2 separate regions of the Drosophila melanogaster genome follow, and region 1 is linked to region 2. Evidence: chromatin contacts called from public Hi-C data. All regions are on one chromosome and are shown on one strand. Each heading gives the region's core, a stretch centred on a gene start, on an enhancer-like site or on the middle of the called end of the contact. The rest is flanking DNA. Distances are from core to core; before and after follow the strand shown.

Evidence for each region. Hi-C and Micro-C count contacts between places; a contact is called where the count stands out from the background.
Region 1: a contact with region 2 is called in a Hi-C map of the Kc167 cell line, with 2.3 times the contacts expected there. The contact joins the promoter of Nak here to the promoter of fzy in region 2. A contact is called at or near these places in 2 of 107 Hi-C or Micro-C datasets (both in the Kc167 cell line) and 1 of 6 datasets of contacts at active chromatin or transcription factors (the Kc167 cell line).

What each region holds. Positions count from the first base shown.
Region 1 is chr2L:18,964,737-18,970,960 of dm6, reverse strand. It overlaps Nak (Numb-associated kinase), which reads left to right and starts at 2,217. Exons shown (of 8, transcript NM_057818.4): 1 at 2,217-2,708; 2 at 5,372-5,505; 3 at 5,569-5,702; 4 at 5,778-6,224. The coding sequence starts at 2,546. It overlaps Tango6 (Transport and Golgi organization 6), which reads right to left and starts at 1,933. Exons shown (of 3, transcript NM_136078.4): 1 at 1,802-1,933; 2 at 1-1,743. The coding sequence starts at 1,862.
Region 2 is chr2L:16,308,533-16,314,939 of dm6, reverse strand. fzy (fizzy) reads right to left here and starts at 3,984. Exons shown (of 3, transcript NM_058153.4): 1 at 3,528-3,984; 2 at 3,113-3,434; 3 at 1,843-3,059. The coding sequence starts at 3,839. The coding sequence ends at 2,113. It overlaps cni (cornichon), which reads left to right and starts at 4,214. Exons shown (of 5, transcript NM_001273566.1): 1 at 4,214-4,249; 2 at 4,300-4,499; 3 at 4,561-4,673; 4 at 4,797-4,940; 5 at 5,010-5,648. The coding sequence starts at 4,350. The coding sequence ends at 5,037. It overlaps Syx5 (Syntaxin 5), which reads right to left. Exons shown (of 2, transcript NM_134305.3): 2 at 5,666-6,407. The coding sequence ends at 5,809. cact (cactus) reads left to right here. Exons shown (of 7, transcript NM_001273567.1): 5 at 82-170; 6 at 232-489; 7 at 1,490-1,843. The coding sequence ends at 1,561.

The DNA of each region.
Region 1 (6,224 bases), core at 968-3,467, 2.7 Mb before region 2:
CCTCTGAAAGTTGAATATTCTCACTGCCCTCAAGAATTTCCTGCAAGAGGTTTAGAACGAGAAGTAGGATCTGATCCGTGGTATCTTGCTCTCTAGATCGGTGGACAAGCAAGTCTTTTAGTATATGTAGAAGCTCCTTGGTATGTTGTGATAGCTGAGCTCTTAATGGTTGGTGGGCTACCATTTGGTTTAAAGCAATGAGCAAATCTAGCTTCAGTTGATATTTGGAGTGCAGAAAGTCTTTGAGCTCTGCTTCTGATGAAATAAAATCTACGCTGGCTGAAGATTTATCATTTATCTGTTTAGCTATGAAGCCCAGAAGAGAGAGGAAAACTTTGCAGGTGAGGGAATGATGAGAGCTTGATGTGAGTAGACCGGGCAATATTCTGCCCATATCGTGATCTGCTAGATGATCTTTGTGAGCTACTTTAACCTGAATTTGAGTTGTGTTCATGGAAGGCAGGATTATAATGCGTGGGTTTAAACACTTCCAAGGAGGTTCCTTCTCAATTTCCCATTTAAACAGCTTCTGGAGTATCGCAGGTAATTCGTTTTTCATTTCTCTGTTGTCCAGACAACGCAAAATAATGGCAGAAATCTGCGATGACGCCGGTAATTCCATTGGAAGGCCATCGTAGAGTTGGAGCAGCAAAGGAAGGTAGGGAACGAGTAGATTACTGGGTAAGCAAGCTACGGTTGAAGAACAAAAGAGATGCTGCCATAAGAGAATGCGATTGCACAGTTCCTGGTGATCCATTAAGATAAGGCCATTAATAATGTCTTCTGGGTTACAAAGCGTTTCCCAGTGTTTGAATAATATTTCTTTTATCAGCTTTTGATTTGTATCACTTAAATCGTAAAGTCTTCTGAGCGATAGGACACCGGCGCACATTTTGTCCGCATTCTGCAGATAGAACTTACAATATTCTAGCACCTGGAGAACCATCTTCTCTTGCGCTAACTGAGAAAATCCTTTTCTGGCCACAATACTAGCCACAATTTCCGCATTTCTGGAAGAATTCACATTGGGATTTTGATGCAGGGCCTCAACAAGACTAGCAAATCCTTGGGGTAAGTGAAGCTTTCCTAAGAGTTGACGGTGCAATAATTGGGCCAGAGTTGGGCAGAGAGTCGTAGCTTTAAAAAGCAAGATGTTGCGAAAGAAATCTGCTTTGGATTCATATTGCCAGAGGTAGGCTATAGCCTTATCCAGCAGTGGAGAGTCTTGCTGCACACGTAGACTCACAATGGCCGCCAGTAGATCCCTTTGCACCAGCTCCATCGAGTTGGCTATGTGGTATTGTCGAATATGCAGTAGATTAATAAAGAACTGAATGCTTAGAAGCATCAATGAAAAGTTAGCTTTGATTTTCCCCTGAGCCTCACAAAAGATGGGCGACTTGTAGAAATCCTCATGTAGCTGGCATCGAAGCGAGTAATATGATAATTCTTGGGAAGCCTGGATACACAATTTCAGGTGCGCTACCGAAATAAGATCCTCCTTGGCGTCGCTGTGGAAATTAATGTTCCTCATGATCGAATGTAGCACATGTTGCAATCTTATTATATAGCATATAGTACGATCCGAATCGGGATCAATACTAGATTCGTGATCGTCTGTTAACTGATATTCCAGGCACAGCTCATGCAATTGCTGACCAATCTCGAGTTTAGCATATTTTTCCAAAATTCGCAGGTTGATTTCCAAGGCTTCGGCAGTCCCTGAGTTATTCGCCGTATTTGCTGTCGAAATATTAGTATTAGGGATACTACAATTATTATATGATGTTAACCAATTTACCTAGAGCTTTACTAAACCTTAAACTCTCTAGAAGAGCAAAGTACTTGGCCGTATTTATCATTGTTATCCCAGCAAACTACAATTTTGCGAATTTAGCGACCATTTGCTAGAGATGCTTGTTTACAATTGCACCAGCACAATCGATAACATATTGATAAGGGAAACACGATGTTGGCAGCATAGCTAATTAAAACTGCGCGATAGTTTAATGCAACTGTAGCTATATGTTTTATTGAAAGTAGAACCATATTATCTTTTTAAATTGGATCAAATTACAAAAAATTGTTATCATAAAACCTATTTTGTAAACGGGGATTTCCTTGTTTTCAGAATTTCGAGATTGCAACCAACTTATCTATATATCGATAGGCGGCTGCACCAGCCGCGGGTTGCGCATCTGACTGCAGCAAAGCGCCCTGGTCACACTGGCCCAACAACTCGAGAGCAGCAGGAAAATCGAACAACTTTCTTTTTCCACTGCATTGTGTGTGTGCATGCAAAAACACAAAGTGCGCAGAATAGCTTTATTCAGCTAGCCGATACGACTCGAAAGTGGATTAATTGGCCAGCGGCACCGACGCCCCGCCCACCGTCAGCCGCCCTCGCAAAATTAAAAATTGCCAAAAACACCTACGCGCAGGCAATTAAGACCGTGTTAGCTAGTGTGCGTGTGTGCTCGCGAGTGTGTGTGTGTGTGTTGTGCTGCTGGGGCAGTAAACATTTTCTAGTGAAAATCGGGGGAAAATGAAGAAAATCCTGTCTAAGTTCGAGCGCAATGAGAACTCTCGACTGGAGAATCCGCCCAACAGCAGCAGCTCGTCGTCCTCGAACGAGAAGAACAGCTTCGTGGGCAAGGTCTTCACAGTGGGACGCGTCACGGTCACCGTGGAGGATGTCCTGGCAGAAGGTAGACGACTATATATACACTCTTATATATGTGCTCCCATTCCCCTACCTACAACACGTCGCCCGCGATTATGCTTATCACCTGCCTGATTTACAGGTGGGCAGTAGCCTGCCGTCCGCTTTTCGGTCTCGCCCCTCGTCACAGATTAGATAAACCCCTTCAGCGCGAGAACTCCCAAATGTGGGGCGTACTCAAAGCGCTAGAGAGCATAAAAATCAGCTGCGTATCCTCCATAATTGGGGACACCACTTGTCGCATTTCCGATTAAATCCAAATAAATTACTCCCAATAATTTCTGTATAAGATGTTAAACTCAAAACAGCTAAAATCTGACTTTGATATATTATCTTTTAATAAAACTGTAAAACATTTTAAATTATTTCATTAATTATGAATACTAAATACTGGTTTGTAACCTAAATTCCAACTAATTGAACTGCAATTTTGCCCTTGGCATAGAACTACATATTTATGTCCATAACTCGGCTCTCTAATGGCGTGCAGATATTTCGTCCAAATTTATGTCAGTCTTTAAAGAGTTTATTTTTGCCAAAACCAGAAATGCCAGCATTTCTATTGTGACAAATGGGTGTCCGCGTTAGAGAAACCCGACTGTACAAACACAGTTACGGTTCTGGTTGGTTTTTCCATGGAATACCCATTGAATTCCCGTAGCCACTACACATGGCCACAAATCAATTGAATCAATTATGTTAATTTAGCCAATGAAGCGGCAAGACCAACACTCATCAGCCGACTGTCTCCGACAGTCTTCCGTTTTTCACCTTTCGCCGAGCTAAATGGCAAAGTTCGCCCCTAAGGAAATCGCCTGTGCTGTGTCCTTGTCCTTGAAATGCGGAGTGCTCCACTCCACATCATCCTGCAGTGCAAGTGCCTCCTTGTTGGCCTGGCACCAGTACCCTCCGCCCAACATTTGATCATCTAACGATTGCTCACCCACCGCCTGGCCAGCCATTCGCCACCTTTCCTTTAGCCATTACGTAGTGTTTTTTACTTTTTATACTTTTGGCAAGCGGACTCGATTCGTAATTTTGTTTTGCGCTGCGCTGGCGCCGCTGGCAATTAGTCAGCTGTTGTCGGGCATACCCTGTAATTAAAAAGGCGGAGCGTTTGACGAACACGGTTATTTGGTTAAAGTTATTGAATTAGTATAACAAATTATAAACTAAATTATATATTATTTATTAATTCATTTAATCCAGTAACGTAACTATTGGTATTTCATTTAAGAAAGAGAAAAAATAAATAGAGTCTTTTGCAGATGCTCAATGAATAAAATGCGCGTATAGCCAAGTTTAAACTGCTCGATATGCTGGATACTTCCAAAGTAACACTGTGCTTAATCACCTTCAATATTTACCTGCTTTCTTTGATTCGATTTTTGAGCAGCCAACAACAATTACAAATGACTAAGCGACAAACGGTTAACGAATGAAGCTTTCCCGCCTTAACCCCTCAGCCCCCACCCTTAACCGCTTACTGCCCACCTTGCAGTTGACGCCCCTTCAGACGTATTTTCTACCCTCGTTTGCGTTTCGAATTGCCTTCTCGCGTTTTCTCGCATCGCTACAATTGTGCATTGTTATTGTTGCTTTTCATACTATTATTACTGGATGTTGTTGCTGTACTTTTTGCCAATGTTGATTTGTTGCTGTTGCAACCTTCAGCATTGATTAACATTTGACGCCATAATTTCACAAAGTCGAGCAAAAATGGTTACATTTGCTGGTCCGCTATTCACTTCTCTCTATCGCCTACACAGGGAGAAATGGTGTGTGCATTTACAGCAAATGTTCCATAAATATTTTCAATATTAAAACATTCTCCTAATCGTTGCATCGTCTATGCATCTAATGTATTGAGATCATTTTTTTTTCTAATATCATTTCATTTTATATCTAATATATATTTTTATGTTTTTTTCTTAGTGACCACTGTTCCTATCTTTTTATTTTGCCGCCCCACCGCCTTCCCCCGCTGAGTATTGTTATTGTCGCATGTTATTGTTGTTATTTCTGTACGTGACCTTCAATAGTTTAGTTTATATTGCGTTGCCTTTTTATCGTACATTTTGAAGTGGCGTAAAGCGACAGGTGGAGAGGGCTGAAATGTGGGGGCATTCTACTTGAAATTCTATTTGCAATAAACTGAAATAAACCTCATGCAAATGGCCTGTTAGGCAAAACATGTGTAAATCGTTCCATGGCCAGACAGTAACTGCTATCACTCGAATTCGGGTACCCTCTACTATTTTAACACCACGGGGGGATATTTGTGAACGTGAAATGTTTATAGTAAAGAAATTCCATTATTATCACGTAGATATATGGCATAAATTATGTGGGAAGGAATGGCCAAAGATACGTGTGCTATAAAAATGTGACACATATTTCCTTTTAATAAACAAATTAGTTTATTAATTAGCTACTTCCTGCCATATAAAATAAAATATTCGTATATATGTATTATGAATATACAATAACAGGGTATTCATCGGGTTTAGCTTACTCGCAGTTTCCTCCCCCATTCAAATATGCTATGTTGTTTACAGCTGACAGCTGTTATGGATGTCTAGCCCGTCAACTTACCCCATGCTCTAATGCTCTGTTTTTCTCTTCCCCATCTCTTCAAAACTCACGCAGGTGGTTTCGCCATGGTCTTTTTGGCAAGGGGCAACGGCGGAGGCAGTTCCTCGGCGACCAAGTACGCCCTGAAGCGCATGTACGTCAACAATGAGCACGATCTGAACGTAGCCAAGCGGGAGATACAGATTGCGGTGAGTAAATAAATCGGGACAAACAAACCTAATCTAATAGGGCAATCACTTTCACTCCCCCAGAGCAACCTGAGTGGGCACAAAAACATCATTGGTTATGTGGACTCCAGCATCACGCCCACGGGAAACGGGGTGTGCGAGGTGCTACTCCTGATGCCCTATTGCAAGCATCACATGCTGGCCATGATGAATGCGAGGTAAACGAAGTGAATCTAAAAATGTAGTCCATTTGATTGCGGAATTCGAATGTAATCCAATGAAATTCGCCACAGATTGCACGTTGGCTTCACGGAGCCAGAGGTGCTCAACATCTTCTGTGATATTGCCGAGGCTGTCTCTCGATTGCACTATTGTCAGACTCCGATTATCCATCGGGATCTTAAGGTGGAGAACATTCTGCAAACGGACGCGGGCAACTTCGTACTCTGCGACTTCGGATCGGCAACGGCCAAGACGTTAAATCCTCAACAGCACGGAGTCACCGTGGTGCAGGAAGAGATCCAAAAGTACACCACTCTATCTTATCGGGCTCCCGAGATGATCGACCTGTACGGGGGCAAGAGCATAACCACAAAGGCGGACATCTGGGCACTGGGTTGCATGCTCTATAAGCTGTGCTTCTTTTCCTTGCCATTTGGGGAGAGCACTTTGGCTATCCAGAATGGACAGTTTTCCATTCCAGACTCCTCAAAGTACTCGAAGGGCATGCACCAACTGAT
Region 2 (6,407 bases), core at 2,735-5,234:
GAAAACCCCAATTAAACTCTGAAATAAACCTCTCTCTCTATGCTCTTTCTAACCAATACCTTCTATATTCTTTTATTACAGGAGAACGCTGTGTGCATTTGGCCGCCGAGGCGGGTCACATTGATATCTTACGCATTTTGGTATCCCATGGAGCAGACATTAACGCCAGGGTAAGTCTCAGAAATGCATAAAATTTTCAAGTTACTAATGATGCCAATTTTTGATTGCCAGGAGGGAAAATCGGGCCGCACACCGCTGCACATTGCGATCGAGGGCTGCAACGAGGATCTGGCCAACTTCCTGCTCGATGAGTGCGAGAAGCTGAACCTGGAAACGGCCACCTACGCCGGCTTGACGGCCTACCAGTTTGCGTGCATCATGAACAAGTCGCGCATGCAGAACATCCTGGAGAAGCGCGGAGCGGAGACCGTAACGCCTCCGGACAGTGATTACGACAGTAGCGATATCGAAGATCTAGACGATACGAAGGTGAGCGTCACTGCTTAAGAACATGTACCAAGAAAAGATCACTGCGATCGCGTAGAGCGTAAGACACAATTTGAAATGGGCCACCACCAGCTTCCAAAATGTTCAAAAACTAAGTAAGAGAGGAGAAGAGAAGTACCCAGCTGAACTGGTATTCAGCGAGAAAAATATTGTTACACTTGAGAAACTCTATTGTAACACAATGTATTGTTAACCAAAAACAAAAACAAACAAAAACGAAGAAAAATATGAATCAAAAACAAAAGAAAAAGAAAAAAGCAAACAGCAGGGTAGCAGCAAGTAATGAAATTATCCACCCATTATTTAGGGTATCTATGTTTTAGTAGAGCCCGCTCAAAAACATAAACAAATTGAACCAACATAGTATATCACTCGATAGAAAGTGTGCAAGTTGATGCATGGTTTTTACAAGAAGTTTTGCAAACAAATCGTAGAAAGATACAATATTCTCCCAAGTACTTTCGTGCACTGTACCAATTTAAAAATATATTAAGGTGTCCAATGTAAAACTCGATGTTTGTTGCTAATTCTCTCTACCTACGTACGAGTATATGTGTATGTATTTGTGTGTGTCTGTTTCTGTATGTTTGTAATTTTTGTATGTGCGTGCGCGTGTGCGTGAATCGACCAACTAATCTATTATACAAAATTGAATCATAAACCGTAGTACTAAGCTAGCTAAATCTAATTGATGTTTTCATGTTCTGACTGAATGAAATAATGTTGCAAAATAAATATTTTATTCTACAAAAAAAAATTAGCAAACAAAAATTAAATGTTGAATTCGATGTTGTAATGGATTGAAAAGAAGGTTTGTAACTCTATTTAGACTTGAAAGTATGCCCCCCTTTATTGTTTACTTGTTCTTGCTATGTTGTTTGCTTATTTTATCGCTTAATGAGGCTTTTGTTCTTGTACCTAACAATTTTGTAATATTTTTAATTTAACCCGCTTTTTTCTTGCGAACCTCTTGTTCTTGCAGATGTACGATCGCTTTGGTGATCCTCGCTATTTTGTCAGCTACAACGGTGGCAATCCCATGACAGTTGCCTGAATGCCCATCCAATCTGTACATACGATTTAGACTAAACATAAACATACCTATGATTAACACAACTTAAATTCCCGATGTGGTTATATCGATGTCCCCAGAAGCACGCCTTTTCTGCCCCAGAATTGTATGCAATATTATTCCTAGACACACACGTTCTCAAAATGCATCCAGGAAATGGAACCTTATGTACTTACTGTCCCGGCACGTGGGAATCCGAAACGAATAGAATTCCTTGTGTTAACGCAAAATGTTTAGAGCGAAATAAAGCATACAAGGATGCAGAATGTCAAGCATTTTATTTATACGCACACAAACTTAACTCTAAGCAATAAAAGTAACTGACAAAATTTAATTATTCATATATCGTCGGCGGGGGCACATAATCAGAGATTTATCCGTAATTACAAAGTACGAAACATTAAACGAGAACATAAAAATTGGATATGCATTCAAGAAATAATTGTCTAGTCTGGAAAACATACCAGTAGTAAGTATTGAAGCTTAAACTTAGCAATCAAGGGGGTAAAAACAGTTCTAAAGGTCTGAGCATATCAACGGATGCTCTGTCGGAACACGCTCTGTTTGCCCTTGCTGGTCGAAACTGCCTTCTTGGACGCCAACGGATCGGGAGCGAAGCAGTTCCAAAGACGCAGGGTTTCATCAGCTCCGGCGCTGATCACTGTGCTGCCGTCCGGAGACATGGCCATCTGGAGAACTCGTGACGTGTGTCCAGTCAAATCGGCTTGCTTCACCATTGTTGGGTATTTCCAAATGGTCAGTTGGTTGTTAGCAAAACCATGCGCAGAGATCAGCTCCTTGTAGTGGCGAGAAAAGAGCAGAGAACAGACCTGCGACTTGGAGTCCACGGATTTCATTAAAGTGCCATTGTTCACATTCCAGAACTTGATGCAGCGATCGGCGGTGCCGCCTCCAGAGGCTAGAGTACTTGGTTGCCAGGGACACCAGGCCAAGGCACGCACTGCAGCTTGATGGTCGTTGAATTTGTGCAAGGGATCGGTGGCAGTTCCCACGCCACCGCTGGCCGCCGACCAAACATTCACCAGATTGTCGTTGCCTCCGCTAGCCAAATACTTGAAATCCGTGGACCACTTTAGGCCGCAAACCTCCTGCGTGTGTCCGGACAATGTGGAAAGCTTGTGCTCACGTGCACGCACATCGTGGTGGACAATGGTGCCATCCCGGCTGCCAGAGGAAACCAGGAATGAGTTCCAGGCCAAGGATCCCACTCGGGCACTGTGTCCATCCATCACTCGCAGACGCTTCACTTTGGAGCAGTCCCACAGCTCCACGGCACCGGTGCTGTTGCCGATGGCAAGTATCTGCCCCTCCTGGATCCACGATAGCGAGCCTGCGTAGTCGCCCTCCTCAAACTCCGTAAGCTGCTCGATATTTCCGGTCTGTGCGTTCCACAAATAGACGCAACTGCCCAAGGCCACAGCCACTATATTGTCGGCACTCCAATCCATAAGATTTAAATCTGGAAGAGATCAATAGTAGAAAAAAAGAAAAGAAAAGTTTTCTTCGACCTACAGTAATCGTTAATAAAATCAGGTGCATCCAGAATCCTCTCGGATGTGGTGGGTATATAGCGTGAGCCACTCTTTGTGGATATGGGTGTCTTAATGGAGTACACGACCTTCAGGGGATTGTTGTGTGTTTCTGGAGCAGCGGGAGCCTTGTTTTGGTAGCACAAAATGCGCCCGCCCTTGGAGTCACCGACCTGGGCCACTTCAGAGATGAGTTTCTGCCGGTCGCCCTTGTGAGCCGAAGCCTGGACATTGCTCTCGTTGCTGTTGCTCGAGGTGGCCTTGTCGTTCTCCTCATCGGACTTATCGCCGGAGTCTTTGTTCACCTAATAGATGGTCAGGTGGTCAATAAATTCTTAAGGGGTCTGGAATAAGGATGCCCTTACAGGGCGGGATGGAGGGATGAGTGGAATCCTTACCAGAAAGTGTGCTAACTCAAAGTTGGTAGCCGCCCGATTCGGAATAAAGCGATCTCCGCCTCCTGGCGTCTTAGAGGGCGTGGTGTTGGACTTCTTGGTCTTGCCCTCGCTGCTCTTGCCCGGAGTTTTCGTGGGCGCCTGGACACCCGAGAAACTGGTGTTGTACGAGACGGATAGCACCGACCGAGTGGTATTCACACTTCCATTTAGAGACGCCTCCAGCTTCTTCTTCCACCTGGGCGCAGGTCCGCGCGTCTCGCCGTCCATGATGAGAGCATTCTGCAAATCGCTCACAAAATTGAACTGCGACATTGTGTTCCGCTCTTTTCTGGTGTCAGTTGATTATCGAATTTATTTATTTATTATTATTAAAAAACAGAAGCTCATAGAACACTTGGATCGAATTTTTTCCAGATTTCGAGATGCAACACAAATGGCGGTTCGATTTGGAAATGTAGTGTGACCGCATCGGCTAACTGTTAGTGGTATTTTTTGTGCGTAGAGAAAATTACCAGAGAATTAAAATTAATACAAAACATTATAATTCGTTAGAAATTAAAATTGCTTCTTTAAATGAAATTATATTTGATTTATAATGGATAGCTGATTATTTATTAGCCTCATTTGCAATGTGACCGTACATCTGTGCTGCCTGATCGTTTAGATTAGTGCATCCCTGGCGCACAGCTGTCATCATCGCCGCCCTTGTAAAAAAAAAACAAGTGAGTCCCAGCGCTACAATTGCAAAGCCGAATTTTACGATAATAATTAGCAAGTCACTTTGATTAGCACCTGGAAGACGTGCTCCAGCGATTTTACAAGATGGCCTTCAACTTCACCGCCTTCACGTACATAGTGGCCCTGATCGGGGATGCATTCTTGATATTTTTCGCCATATTTCATGTCATTGCATTCGACGAACTTAAAACGGATTATAAGAACCCAATTGATCAGTGCAATAGCCTCAATCCGGTCAGTAAACTTACTGCTTACACCCGCAGTGCGCCCTGTAATGTATGTGTTTGCATTTCAGCTGGTTTTGCCCGAATACCTTCTGCACATCTTTCTGAACTTGCTCTTCTTGTTCTGCGGCGAATGGTTTTCGCTATGCATCAACATACCCCTCATAGCCTATCATATTTGGCGGTAAGTGACTCATTTGACCGTGTGATATAATGTGATTTGAGATCCGAGGAGATCAAGATTCACCCAAGCCCAACATAAGCACCCTTAAGCACTCATGCTTTGTAATACCCCTATCGCTTTCAGTTACAAAAACCGCCCTGTGATGTCGGGACCCGGACTTTATGATCCCACCACGGTCCTGAAAACCGATACTTTGTACCGGAACATGCGTGAGGGTTGGATTAAACTGGCCGTCTATCTGATTAGCTTCTTCTACTACATATACGGGTAAGTCTAATTGAGATTCATTGTGGCCAGGGTCCTCATTTGTCTAACGTTTCTAATTGCTAATTTTAGCATGGTTTATTCGCTCATCTCGACATAGGCAAGCTCTTGCCTGGGGATCTCAGTGTTGGCGCCAACGCATCAGCGTCGTGTATTAGTTGTCTAAACTCGGGTAGAGGACTTCCTTTTTTGGGGAAGAGTCCCCATCAACCGCGAACAATACTTCACTTGTAAATTCTAGTGTAAATCCATAAAGACATCTTGAAGCTTTGTTTTTTTCATACAATTTGTAATACTTTTCTGCAGTAAGAGATTGTAACATGTTTTTATTTTGATTATTTTTTGCATATCGCATCTTTGGTGTAGTTGGATTTTAAGCATTAAATAAAAGTCAAATCAATGTAACCAATTTTCATTTTTCTGTTTAGCATGAGGGACAGCGGAATTTTTGGCTAAACACGACGAACATGGAGCAACGAGCACTTAAGATAATAAAGATTATGAAAGGGCACTTAAACCTTATCAGCAGGGCAAACATAGATATAGTCTCTCTCCAATTTGATACTTGCATTACACGTTTTCTAAGGTAATATACAAGTTTCTTACATCAGCAAACATATTTATCATTCGGCTTTATATTTTGGAAATTATATTTAATTTTAGAGCTTCCATTAGAATGGAAAAATTCACCAAAGAACCACATGCTAAAATAAATGTATTTTGCTTTAGAACGTATTTATAACTTTATTTTACAATCGTTTCGGGAGGCCACAGCTTGGAATAAACAATATTGTGATTGAATCTTGATTAAAATAAAAAGCTGTATACATGGATAGGTACATGGGGCTTTTAATGGGCAACTGGCGTTTGATTACGACATAAAAACAACGAAGAACAAGAAGAAGAATATGAGAACGCCGAAGATTTTGATCATCAGCCAGCGATTTTTGGAGACGGATTGAAAGTATTTCAAGATCTCCCCATGGGCAGCCTCAATATTCAATTCCGCATCCGCCACATTCGTGTCAATACGCTCCACGATCTCTTCCTGCTCCTTAACCATATGTGCCAGCTGCTGGAATATTCCGCCGAGCTCAACGATGGTAGATTCTATATTTTGCATGGTCTCCGCCCGCTGCTGGACGTAATTATCGGAATCATCGTAGATGGCCATCTGTGTCTGGGTTGATAGGAGTGGTGTGGTATCGCTGCTCCCCATATCTATGCTGACCGCTTGGTTTTCCTCGCTGAGAAGCAAAGATCCCTGCTTGGCTGTCGAGGGGGAGACGGTGTGCGCGGCCAACGGACCTGGTCCCTGGCTAAACTGATCACGTCGCGTCTTCTGCTGCTTGAGGTTCTCCGTGCGCACCTCCAGGATTTGCTTGAAGTCCGTGCTCATGCTGGCCAGTTTCGATTGCAGGGCCAGTACCATGTTAGAGGAATGTGACACCAAATGCTTGCCGTTTGTGT